Regions from separate parts of the Sus scrofa genome. Here region 1 is linked to region 2. Evidence: chromatin contacts called from public Hi-C data. All regions are on one chromosome and are shown on one strand. Each heading gives the region's core, a stretch centred on a gene start, on an enhancer-like site or on the middle of the called end of the contact. The rest is flanking DNA. Distances are from core to core; before and after follow the strand shown. Region 1 overlaps DCP1B (mRNA-decapping enzyme 1B). Region 2 has its middle 43 kb from the start of ADIPOR2.

Region 1 (5,515 bases), core at 1,383-3,882, 180 kb after region 2:
GATGCATGTCTTTGCAGAGACCGCCCAGGTCTGGTTTGCAAGGACGGGGCTTAGGAGTAGGGTCAGCTGGGTGAGGTAGGAATAGGGGAAGTTCGTTTCTATGTGAATTCTAATTCTGGGTGCTTAGATAACCCTGCAATCCACTTCCTGGGCCTTCTGGAGAAAGGTCTTGTATAAAGCAGCTCTCATCTGCTTCCCACATGGAGGAAACAAGCTGTCTCCCAGTGCCCATTGAAAGAGGGACTCTGTCTTTGGTCTAAATGAATTGGGCTGTCACTTTTAAAGTGATTCATTCCATTAAAGGATGGAGAATTCATTTTCAAAACAGATCACCTGGTGTTGACCTAAAAAGGCCCAGTGAAGCCTGTGGTGTAGGTCTGACCACGCCGGGTGTGTGTGTGTGGGGGGGTTCCTTCCAGCCACAGCAGAGGCGTATCTCTTCACAGTAGGTGCTGAAATGATATTTTTATTTTATTTATTCAAATAAAGTAAAAAATTACATATTTCAGAAATTAGCTGTTTGCTACCACAAGTATATTAGAAAAATCTTCAATGGAATTCATTTCTCCCCAGCTAGAGAATCAGCTCTAAACATGTAATTAAGATCAAAGATACGTGTATGTATTTTAAAGGCTGGCCAGCGGTTTGGGTGGTTGATTTTGTTCCAGTGTGAGTGTGTGCTGCTGAGGTGAGCTGTGTGTCACTGACCTGGGGAAAATGGGTCCATCTGTGTCTCTCCTCCACCCCCACACTCCTTACAAGGACCCTGAAATACTATACATGAAATCATGAACTTGAAGTATTCTGTGGGAGTATCCGATGTTAGATGTTGTCGGGGAAACAGAGAAAACCATCCCTTCCTGACACAGGAAGCAAGAGCAGGCTCCTGGCCTCAGGGTGCCCGGGCTCAGCAAGGTCAGCTCCTTTTTGGCCTCCTCTCCTCCCTAGAAGGGCATGCTCCTGTGCCCACCGGAGACCCTGGCCTGGCCTAGTGCCTGCATCAGGTCTGAGCCTCAAGCCCACATCCGGGCATCAGAAGCTGCAAGGACATCTGCTTCCCCTGCCTCCTATGACCTCTAAGATGAGAATGAAGCCGGCTCCTGTTGCAGGCGGCTAGAGATCTTTTTATGGTCCAAGAATAAACAGGGCCATGGAAATGCAAAGCTTCGTTTATCACCAAGGTTCAGCAGGGGATAATTTCCAAGCTGACTCCTTTTGGCGAGGGCTCTCCTGCCTTCTCCAAGAGTAAGCTCCTCACCTCCGTGAACTGAAGTCCGTCTGCTACACGGCTTGAAGAACCTTCTTCGCCGAGCCCAACAACCCACTGCCTCTCCGAAGGGGCTAAAAGATGGCTTTAAAATCTTCTGTGACTTTCCTCTCAGCACGTTTTGCTGAAAATGACAAAATGTTCATTTGGAAGCAGAGGCAGGCTTCTGCTGGTTGGGTCCAAAAGAAATGACAGGAGCTGGGATAGATGAAGTGTCATAGAAATCTGGGCCACTTGTGGACTCCTAGAACAACCACCCCCTAGGAACAAGCTATAAATACCTTTAGAAATTATTTCCCTTCAAAGGCCTGGGGAGAATGGGCCAACTGATTTTTACAAATGAAAGGTTTACTTTCACTTGTTAGGTGCCAGGCTGGTGAGGCTGGCGAGGCCTGTTGGTGGTCTCGGGGCGACACTGCCACCTGGTGGTCAGCACATTCTCCAGGTTCCAGAAATAACCAGAGCTGCTAATAAAAAAGACACCAAGTTCCCAGAAGAGCCCTTCCCATGGAGAGATAACTTGTTTAGAAATGGCCGAGTATGTGTAAAAAAAAAAAAAAAAAAAATCATTTAAGCTTGGCATTTACTGTGTGATATGAGCAAAGGACTTTTCCTACCCACTCAATTCCTAGTACCAGGCGCACTGAAGGACGTAATTTAAAAAATGCTTGACTGAAAAAAATCTGAAACATTTTACTTCATATAATACATACTTTTCTTTAAAAAAAAAAAAACCAGAAACATTTAGGGTAACAACATGGATATGAGAGAACCTGCAGCTGGAGGACTTTGAAAATCAGCTTTAAAATGTTTTGCTTTCACAGAGTCTTTTTCATGGCCGCTTGTGTCATGCTGAAGAGATAAGCTTCGTAGATTATATTTAAGAAGCTGTCGTCATTCTGGAAAATAAAATCAAGAGACCCAAGGGGATGTGATTTGGTTGGAGGAAACCAGAGGCTTTCTCTGTCTGGAGCTGAACTGGCATTTTGATCCTAAGATGCTCACCTCTACCTGTTTGTGCGAGCAGCTGGTGGTTTTTGATTGCATGTGTGAGCATTAAGTGGGGTTGCAGGCAAGGCCAGACAGGGTCAACTGCTGGTTCTCAGTGGTCAGCGTGTGAAGCAGCCAGTGCTCATGGGCTGCACAGAACAGGGCTGGCCCCCGAGAAGCCTGGTCTGCTTTGTGGAAGGACACGGTGCTCAGAAGTTTGTATGGGGAGGAAGTGATCCAGCTGAGTCCTCTGGCCTGGAGAGGAGGGTGCTGGTGGCTCCAAATAGTCCCCTGAGTCCCCTACTGGGGTGAATTTCATTTGGAGCGTAAGTTAAGATTTCACTTGGGGTGTGCTTTGCTGACATCTCATCAGAGCCAGTGCAACCCCCTATGGTTATGGGAAGCTCTGGCCTTAGCCAGCAGGCAGCCGTTAGACGGTAGGCCTGGGCTCTAGTGCCTGACTAGGGCCGAGGGAACCATGGGCTCATGGGTGGTTTTTTGTGTTTGATGCTGGAGCCGTCTCCCTCCCACCCAATTCCTTAACGCTCTGGCAATTCACCCATGTCTCACACTCTGGCTTGGCCTCCACACACAGGGCCAGCATCGTTCTCACGCAGGGAGAGTCTCAGGCAGGGAGAGGGAGCCACGCTAGCCTGGTTTTCCTACATGGTCTGTGCATGAGCCTGTGTCCTAACAGCAGGTGGAGACTAAAGCAGAAGGCTTGACTTTCAACAGCTCATCTAACGCGGGGAAAGTAAAACGCAGGTCGAGGGGCGGGAACGCACGTATGACCTCTAACTATCAAGGTCCAGGAGTCTCGGTTCCTGCACTGAAATCTTTGGAACAGTGTTATTTAAGTGGAGTAAGCCAGACAAAATATGGAACTTTCACATTCAAATTTAAGGGGTTTTGTTTATTTCTCACAAGAAGTTTACAGATGTCATCCGTCTGTGCTCATGAACTTATCACGAGTGGCTTCTAGGAAAGGTGGAAAACGTCATTCTTTCTGAGCGAGCATGGAGCGACTGCCACTCTTTAGCAGCCTGCCACTCTGCTTTCACACTCACAGGCTGAATTTTGGGGCCATGCCTTCCCTTCTCTCTGAAATATGTTATCTTTAAAGAAATATCCTTACTAACAGGATGTTTCTCTGAGTAGGATGAGATGCTGGGAAAAGGCTAGCCTGCTCTCTCAAAGCCAAGCAAAGTCCCACACAATCTTAAAGGCTGTCTACCTAAAAGATACCTAGCTACGTGAACTGATGCGTGGGAGGTGTGTCTGGGTACAAGCACCCACTTTTCAGGGCCTCTCAGTGTGTGGGGTGTGGCCTGTAGTCACTGCCCTTCCGTCCGCAGTGGGGAGGGCGCTCAGGAGCCAGGCTGGCCCCGTGACCTTGGGCCAGTCACTCAGCCTCAGTTTCCTTTTCTCCAAACAGGGCAACACAACAGGGCTGCTGTATAAGGATTTCTACACAGGTAAAGCCTTCAAAACAGTATTTGGCACAGAGCTCCGTGCAAGTGTTACCGTTTTATTACCTCCTAGGGACTAGGGAGGCAGGTGGCTGACAGAGATGTCATCCCACCTTGCCTTCACCGGCAGGTTTCAAAATGATCTATAAAACGTGCTCTTTGTTGTCACAGCTGGTACTGCCACCCCAGCCAGTTGCTGCCATGGGCTCAAAACACCTCTCTCCTCAATATGCATCTAGCTCCCGGCAGCAGTGGGCTGCTTGGGGGCCCTGCAGACCTGGAGCCTCCTATGCACTTAACTGCACAGTGTCCGCCTCCTTCTCTGCTGACAGGTGGCAGCTGGAGGGCTTGGTCAACTCTCCGAACTACAACCCCCTGCGGGGCTGAGAGGCTCAGAGCCACAGTCATTCCTAACACTCACCAGCAGCTGAGCCCTGAAGCCCTGGGTTCAGCCCCGTCTTACTCTTGGGAAGCACTAGCTGGCATGGCTCACACAGCACCTCAGGGCGCCAGCGGGTCAGCAGCTAGAGCAGGAGGGAGGGGCTCCTACCTGGATGAGATGCAGCAGAGCTTCCTGGAGCTGTAGCTTGGTCAGGGGGCTGCTGGGGGTCCCAGGAGGCTCCGGGGTCTGCAGAGGCAGGAGGAGGCCGCTGGGGGTGGCCACTGGGTCCTGGCTCCCTGGGGGCAGGAGCCCGCTGAACCTCTCCTGTGGCGGGGCCCAGGGGGGCTGTGTGAACACCATGGGGGACATGAGCAGAGATGGGGCCACCGCGGCTGGGATGCGCTGGGGCAAAAGGACCTGCGGGGGGCAGACATGGACATGGCAGGGTGAGGGGCAGAGGGTGTGGACATAAACAGGCTTCTGTTCACAGCTCCTCGAGGCAGCCACCAGGCTCCACGATCTACCACTCTCCCTGGACATTGCCGGCAGCCTCGCGCCTGCTGGCCTGACTGTGAGCCACTGCCCTGCCAGGGCCCCACGTTCCTGCTATGAGGGCCCCCCTCATCGGGCACCGGAGGGTGTGGGGGCCCACTTCGCCCCACTTCCAGATTCTCTGCCTCAGGTTTCAGGGGCAGCACTGGGGTGACCTGTTTCTCTGGGTGGGGCTGTCTGCCTCTCTTGGGCACCAGACCTAAAACCGACTTTTCCAATAGTGTTTCCAGATGTTCACAGGACAGCTGACTCCATGTGACCCGTACAGCCACCTCTCATGTGTTTCCAGGTAAGGTGAGAAGAAAGAGTGTTACTGTCAGGCTCCGAAGCCCCAGAGACCTCAGGAGAACAAGGCATAAAGGCCGGTGACCTGGGGGCTGCAGTAATTTCATAACCACTCCCTTGGTCTCTCCCAGGCAGGAAGTGGCCAGGAGGAAGGCGGGTTGTCTGTTTAACTGTCCCCACTGCTGTTTTGAGGGGAAAAGCTGAGAACGCTGATCCAAAGGAGGGCTTGTGGGCGCTCTGGGAGCAGGGCACCGGGAGGGTGTGCACCCGCAGAGCACGAGGCCAACCACGCACCCCCACTTTCCTGTGTCCCAGCTATGAAAGAGAAGCAGCAGCGAGCACGGCACAGCCGCTGTCTCTGCGGCAGCAGGTACTCAGGCCACTGTGAGCTCTTCCTAAAGGTGAGGCAAGAACTCTGGCCCCTGGTCTCATAGATGCCAAGACTGCGACCCAAACTGTGCATCTTGTTTTCACAAAGTGAAAGATTCCAGAGGCACCTCTCTAAGCTACTTGTCGGAACACAACAGGAGAACCGATAACCATGTATACTAAAAACAGGGGAAACCTCCT
Region 2 (5,829 bases), core at 1,873-4,372:
CTCCCATAGGTTTGCTGGATTCCCAGAGGCCATTTAATTTTTTTAAAGAATTTTTTTTTATTTTAAAAGTTTATTTATTTATTTATTTTTGCTTTTTAGGGCCGCACCTGCAGCATATGGAGGTTCCCAGGCTAGGGGTCCAATTGGAGCTGTAGCCACTGGGCTATGCCACAGCCACAGCAACTCAGGATCCAAGCTGTGTTTTCGACCTACACCACAGCTCACGGCAACGCCAGATCCTTAACCCACTGAGCAAGGCCAGGGATCGAACCCGCAACCTCATGGTTCCTAGTCGGATTTGTTTCCGCTACGCCACAATGGGAACTCCTAAAGTTTAATTTTTTATTTTATATTGAAGTATAGTTGATTTATAACATTGTGTTAATTTCAGGTGTACAGCAAGGTAATCAGTTATAAACTCATTCTTTTTCATATTCTTTACCCATATCAGTTACTACAGAATATGGAGTAGAGTTCCCTGTGCTATATAGTAGGTCCTTGCTGTTTGTCTGTCTTATATATGATAGTGCGTATCTGTTAATCACACATTCCTAATTTATCCCCCCTCCACCTCTCCCCTTTGATAACCATAAGTTGTTTTTCTTTTTTTCTTTTTTTTTTGGCCATGCCCTGGGCATGTGGAAATTCCTTGACCAGGGATGGAACCTGTGCCACTGCAGTGACCTGAGCCACAGTAGTGACAACGCTGGATCCCAGTTCTGCAAGGTCTGAGTCCTTTGCCAAAAAGAAATATCCGAGTAGGACAAGGACTGCAAGATGTTCCTGTAAATGTCCCACGACCTCTGGAGCAGTGGCAGCACGTGTTTGAGACTTTATAAATGGCCAGCGTGATTTTTGTCCCTTCTGATTTGAGAGCATGGATTGTCCAGCCTGGGAATCTTAGACTGTGGACGGAAAGGGCATTCAGGGAGTGGGATGTGAGTCCATTCGCAGGTGTAAGGTGCTTTGTTTCTTCATGTTTCATTTCCTGACACAGCCAACCCCTCTCCCAGCCTGGCTGGGACCAGGCTCCCGCAGAGCCGGTTCTGGGCTGCGCTGCGCTCCTGTGAGGCCACATGGTGTCACTGTTTCATCAGCTGCAGCTGAGGGTCTGCGACTCCCACCTTGGTTCAAAAAGTTGGGCATGCGGGAGTTCCCATCGTGGCTCAGCGGGTTAAGAACCTGACTAGCATCCATGGGTTCGATCCCTAGCCTCTCTCAGAGTTAGGGATCTGATGTTGCCGTGACCTGTAGGTCACAGATATGAGGCTTGGATCCCACCTGCCTGTGGTGTAGGCCGGCAGTTACAGCTCCAATTTGATTCCTCCATATGCTGCAGGTGTGGCCCTAAAAAGAGAAAAAAAAGAAAAAAAAGGGTATATGGTCCTTGCAGGCAGCCCAGTGGAGCTTCAGATTTTTCCTCTGGACCAATTTGGGAAGAATTAGATCAGCCTCAGTGTTGTTTTAATTTTTTTGGCCCCACCAGCAGCCTGAGGAAATCCTGGGCCAGGGATTGAACCCTTGCCACAGCACCCACCTGTGCCTGATCCCCAACCTATTGAGCCACACGGAAACTCCTGTTTTACTTATTTTTTTAAAGGTTGAGTGTGGAATAAAGATGAGGGGAGTGCCTAGTCTGGCCAGCATGCCAGATGTGGGTGACAACAGTGGAGCTCAGGCCGGGAAGTGGCATGGGTTAGCCCTTGCTCTTAAGTAGCCGAATTCTCTGCATGTTTGAAGGTCATCACTGCCGAGGTGGGAATAACTCTAGCTACCATGTGGAGGCCTTACTGTACCAGCTGCTTTGCATGTATTGTATATAATTCTCTCAGTACCTCTGCAAGGTAGGCATTACCATCCACAAGTTACAGGTGGGAAAACAAGATTCAGAGAGGTCGAGTAACATCCTCTGACTCACACAGCTGCTAATTGACGCTGACCGACTCCAAGCTCCTTCTGGTTCCTCAGCGGATGTCTGGGTAATCACAGGATGTAGTCACCTGCAACAGAGGTGTGTGTTTCCTTGTGAGCCTCAGGTGTGTACAGTAATCTTCCCCCATCTTGCCACTGTGAATTTGAACAAGAAGGGTGAGTCAGGAAACTTCTGATAGGGGCATACAGCTGAAGGAACTTGGCCGTCCTGAATCTAAGGTGAGAGATCAAGGCGTGCAGAGCCAAGGACACAGATTTGCACAGAGTGAAGAAAGGGCATCTGGTGTACATGTTGAAACAGAGAGGGGATGGGGAAGCCTTGAGTCGGGCGCTGTGAGGCCGGGATGGCAGAACTAGCTCCGTAATTCTCAGCCTGTGTGAATTACAGAGAGAGGCCCCATGGTGGGTTCATTTTACATAAAACGGTTGGGTTCCTTTTGCTTGTTTGTTTTGTTTTTGATTATCTGAAAATTTTAATTTGTTCTGGCAATGTAACTAACACAGCATAAGGAGTTAAGCCCTCGGGCCAGGCAGGACCGTGGCCCCTGGAGGGTGGGGGGTGGCAGGAGGAGGGAGAGGCCTGAACTGAGGTAACCCAGGGAAGGTTGTAGGGGTGGGAGCCAGGAGATGGGTTGGGAGGTTGCCTGCCCAGCCTTAACCCACTGCATAGAAAGTAAAAGAGGAGTCCCTTTTGTGGCCTAGCGGAAATGAACCTGACTAGTATCCATGAGGATGCGGGTTCGATCCCTGCCTTTGATCAGTGGGTTAAGGACCCAGCATTGCCATGAGCTGTGGAGTAGGTTGCAGACTTGGCTTGGATCCGGTGTTGCTGTACCTGTGGCCAAAAAACAAAAAAAGAAAGAAAAGAAAAAATGGAGGGAGTTCCCTGGTGGCCTAGTGGTTAAAGGACCCGGTATTGTTACTGCTGTGGCGTGGGTGTGATCCCTGCCCTGGAAACTTCCGCATGCTTTGGGTGCAGCCAAGAAAATAAAAAGCACCCTTCCCTTCAGTCACCAGGGAGAGGCCTGAGGGAAGGGGACAGGTTGCTGACTGCTTGTCCCTCTGTGAACACACAGGATCTGAGTTCAGAAGACAAGAATTCAGCTGGTGGGAGAATGAGGGTGGGGAGAGGAGGTCACCCATCTCCTGGGTCCATGAATGGGACCCTGGCCTTGGACATCAGCCCCAGGGCCAGAGTGTGTCTCTTCTGTAGATGTCGCCCCAGCTCCCAGGACCGGAATGTCAGCTTTCCTGCCCTCCAGTCTGTCTTGACTGCTGGATCCCCTTGTGTCCGCAAAGCCTCAAAGCAGTAAGGCCACCAGTCTGTACCAGGAGGGCGGGACTGTGTCCTCAGGGGGGCCCAAGGCCACAGCAGAGAACACCTTCCTCCCTTGGCTCAGCCCAGCCTGGTGCCGGGACGTGCTGGTGGCCCTGCTCACAGAGGGGCTGCGGTGGTAGGGAAGGGTCCCAGGACCTCAGCTTGCAAACTGGAAGGTGTTTCCTGAGAGGCAGGTCTCTACTCAGGGTGGGGTTTCTGTTGGTCCTTTTGGGCTGCCCTGAATAGTATGGATTACGCATACTCTAGTTTATCTGGGAAAATGCCTTCCAGTTCTAAACAAAGTATTTAGGAATTCTTTCTGAGAACAATGCCCATTCATAAGATGGGGACATTGTGTTCTGGTGACTCTCGGCTGGAAGAGGGAGGTGACTGGGGTGTCACCCCTACAAAGCTGGCTGTGCTTAGAAACCCAAGTCCCAGTGTTTGCTCAAAATATGAGCATGCAGGGTGACTGGTCCGAAGAACCTGCCCTGCGTGACAGTCACATGTCCTGCCCATGTGCCATGTCCTTCACTCTGAGCTAAACAATCTTGGGAAACTGTGTCCTCTGCAAAGTTCACTGTACACAACTTCAGACACTGTCCAGGCCAGAAAGGCTAAGAAAAATCTTCTCTCTCAGAACACCTACTGTTTCTGCTTATCTTTTAACAAAAGAGGGGCAAGGAAATTGTTTGGAAATCTGAACACTGAGGTGTTTTTTTTGTTTTGTTTTGTTTTTTGTATTTTTTCATGTAAAGAAGTGGGTTCTTTCTTTCTTTCTTTCTTTCTTTCTTTCTTTCTCTCTTTTTCATTTTTGAAATGTAATTGACACACAGTGCTCTGTAAGTTTTAGGGCAACGGCATGGCGACCTGTCTCGCACATATTGTGAGATGATGACCACAGTGAGTTTAGTTAAATCCATCACCCTATAGAGATTTAAAAGATTTTCCTCCTTGTGAAGGGAACACTTAGAACCTACTCTCTCTCTCTTTTTGGCCAGGCCCCACAGCATGTGGAAGTCCTCAGGCTGGGGATCACTGCACCACAGCATCAACTCAAGCCACAGCAGTGACAATGCTGGATCCTTAACTCACCGAGCCACCAGAAAACTCCTAGGATCTACTCTCTTAGCAACTTTCAAATACTCCATATGGCATCAAGTTCACTTCATTTTTGTTTCTTCTCTTTCCCTTTTACTGTGAGAAGCCTAACTCCCATGGGAGTATTTTAAGGAGCTAAAAAGAATGAGAAAGAAGTGAAAAGTCACCACGGCCCTAGCTCCCCTGTGCCAGCACCCCCTGCAATGGCCTTAGGGTTAGGTCAGACCAGGGCCCAAGTGGTCTCAGCAGCCCAGGTTGTGCTGGGCACCCCAAGGTTGTAAGAGGTCACAACAGTAGTGCCAGTACTTGGTGCAATTTTAGGACAGCCTATAAATACACACCAGGGCAAAGTGAATTCCAGGCCACCCAGAACGTTTGGTTGTGCTGAACCTCCATGGTTCACCTGGATTAACTCTGAGTGACCTCCAGCTGTTGATCTGACCCTAAACCCAGAAACATGAGGTATAATTGGGGTTACAATGATAGCAGATTAATTCTGGCATTTAGAGGAAACTGGAAGATAGGAGAGAAAGAGAAAGAAGCAAAAGCGATGAGTATCATCACTTTTTTTGGGGGGCCGCACCCTTGGCATATGGACATTCCCAGGCTAGGGGTGGAATCAGAGCTACAGTTGCTGGCCTACACCACAGCCACAGCAACACGGGATCTGAGCCGCATCTGTCCTATACCACAGCTCATGGCAACTCCAGATCCTGACCCACAGAGAGAGGCCAGGGATTGAACCCACATCCTCATGGATACTAGCCAGATTAGTTTCTGCTGTGCCACAGTGGGAACTCCCAGTATCACACTTTAAAGCCCTACTAAAGATGCACAGGAGAGTTCCCGTCGTGGTTCAGTGGTTAACGAATCTGACTAGGAACCATGAGGTTGCGGGTTCGATCCCTGGCCTTGCTCAGTGGGTTAAGGATCTGGTGTTGCCATGAGCTGGGGTGTAGGTCGAAGATGTGGCTTGGATCCCATGTTGCTGTGGCTGTGGTGTAGGCTGGCAGCTGTAGCTCCTATTTGACCCCTAGCCTTGGAACTTCCACATGCCTTGGGAGTGGCCCTAGAAAGCAAAAAATCACACAAAATGATACTGTGTGTTTTTCACAGATATACATATGTATGTATGTGAAAGTAACAAAATTACTGAAAGGATTAGCAAATTCTTGACAGTGCTCAGCTCTGGGGAGGGGAGGTGGGGTACAGGATTGCCTGTGAAGGTCACAGAAAATTTCAACTTTATCTGTAACATTTCTTTTTTTGTGGGGGAAAAATATAGCTAGTTTTTAATCAGCTCTGAGTGGCGGGAACTTTTCATATTACAGTCTTACTTTTCTGTATTTTTTTCAAAAAACATGGTTCAGATCAGTGGGTATGAGATGAAATCTTTTGCGTAAAAAGGCAGCCATGTGCTTATTATCTGTGAACCGTCTCTGGAAAGAAGGCCACTGGGGAGGGGACCAGGAAGTAAA

The links. A called contact is a pair of places that touch in the nucleus more often than the background predicts.
Region 1: a Hi-C map of skeletal muscle shows a contact between it and region 2, with 6 times the contacts expected there. The contact joins two enhancer-like sites. A contact is called at or near these places in 1 of 5 promoter capture datasets (liver), 14 of 47 Hi-C or Micro-C datasets (alveolar macrophages, embryonic fibroblasts, epiblast stem cells and 8 more) and 2 of 2 datasets of contacts at active chromatin or transcription factors (alveolar macrophages and skeletal muscle).

What each region holds. Positions count from the first base shown.
Region 1 is chr5:68,921,994-68,927,508 of Sscrofa11.1, forward strand. DCP1B (mRNA-decapping enzyme 1B) reads right to left here. Exons shown (of 8, transcript XM_013997915.2): 8 at 93-2,166. The coding sequence ends at 2,086. Among named protein-coding and RNA genes, the nearest start is that of CACNA2D4, 25 kb to the left of the region's middle. Within about 2 kb of position 2,633, at least 4 of the 83 cell types and tissues checked have an H3K27ac peak or open chromatin away from gene starts, as enhancers often do.
Region 2 is chr5:68,737,074-68,742,902 of Sscrofa11.1, forward strand. No RefSeq gene overlaps it. Among named protein-coding and RNA genes, the nearest start is that of ADIPOR2, 43 kb to the right of the region's middle. Within about 2 kb of position 3,123, at least 21 of the 83 cell types and tissues checked have an H3K27ac peak or open chromatin away from gene starts, as enhancers often do.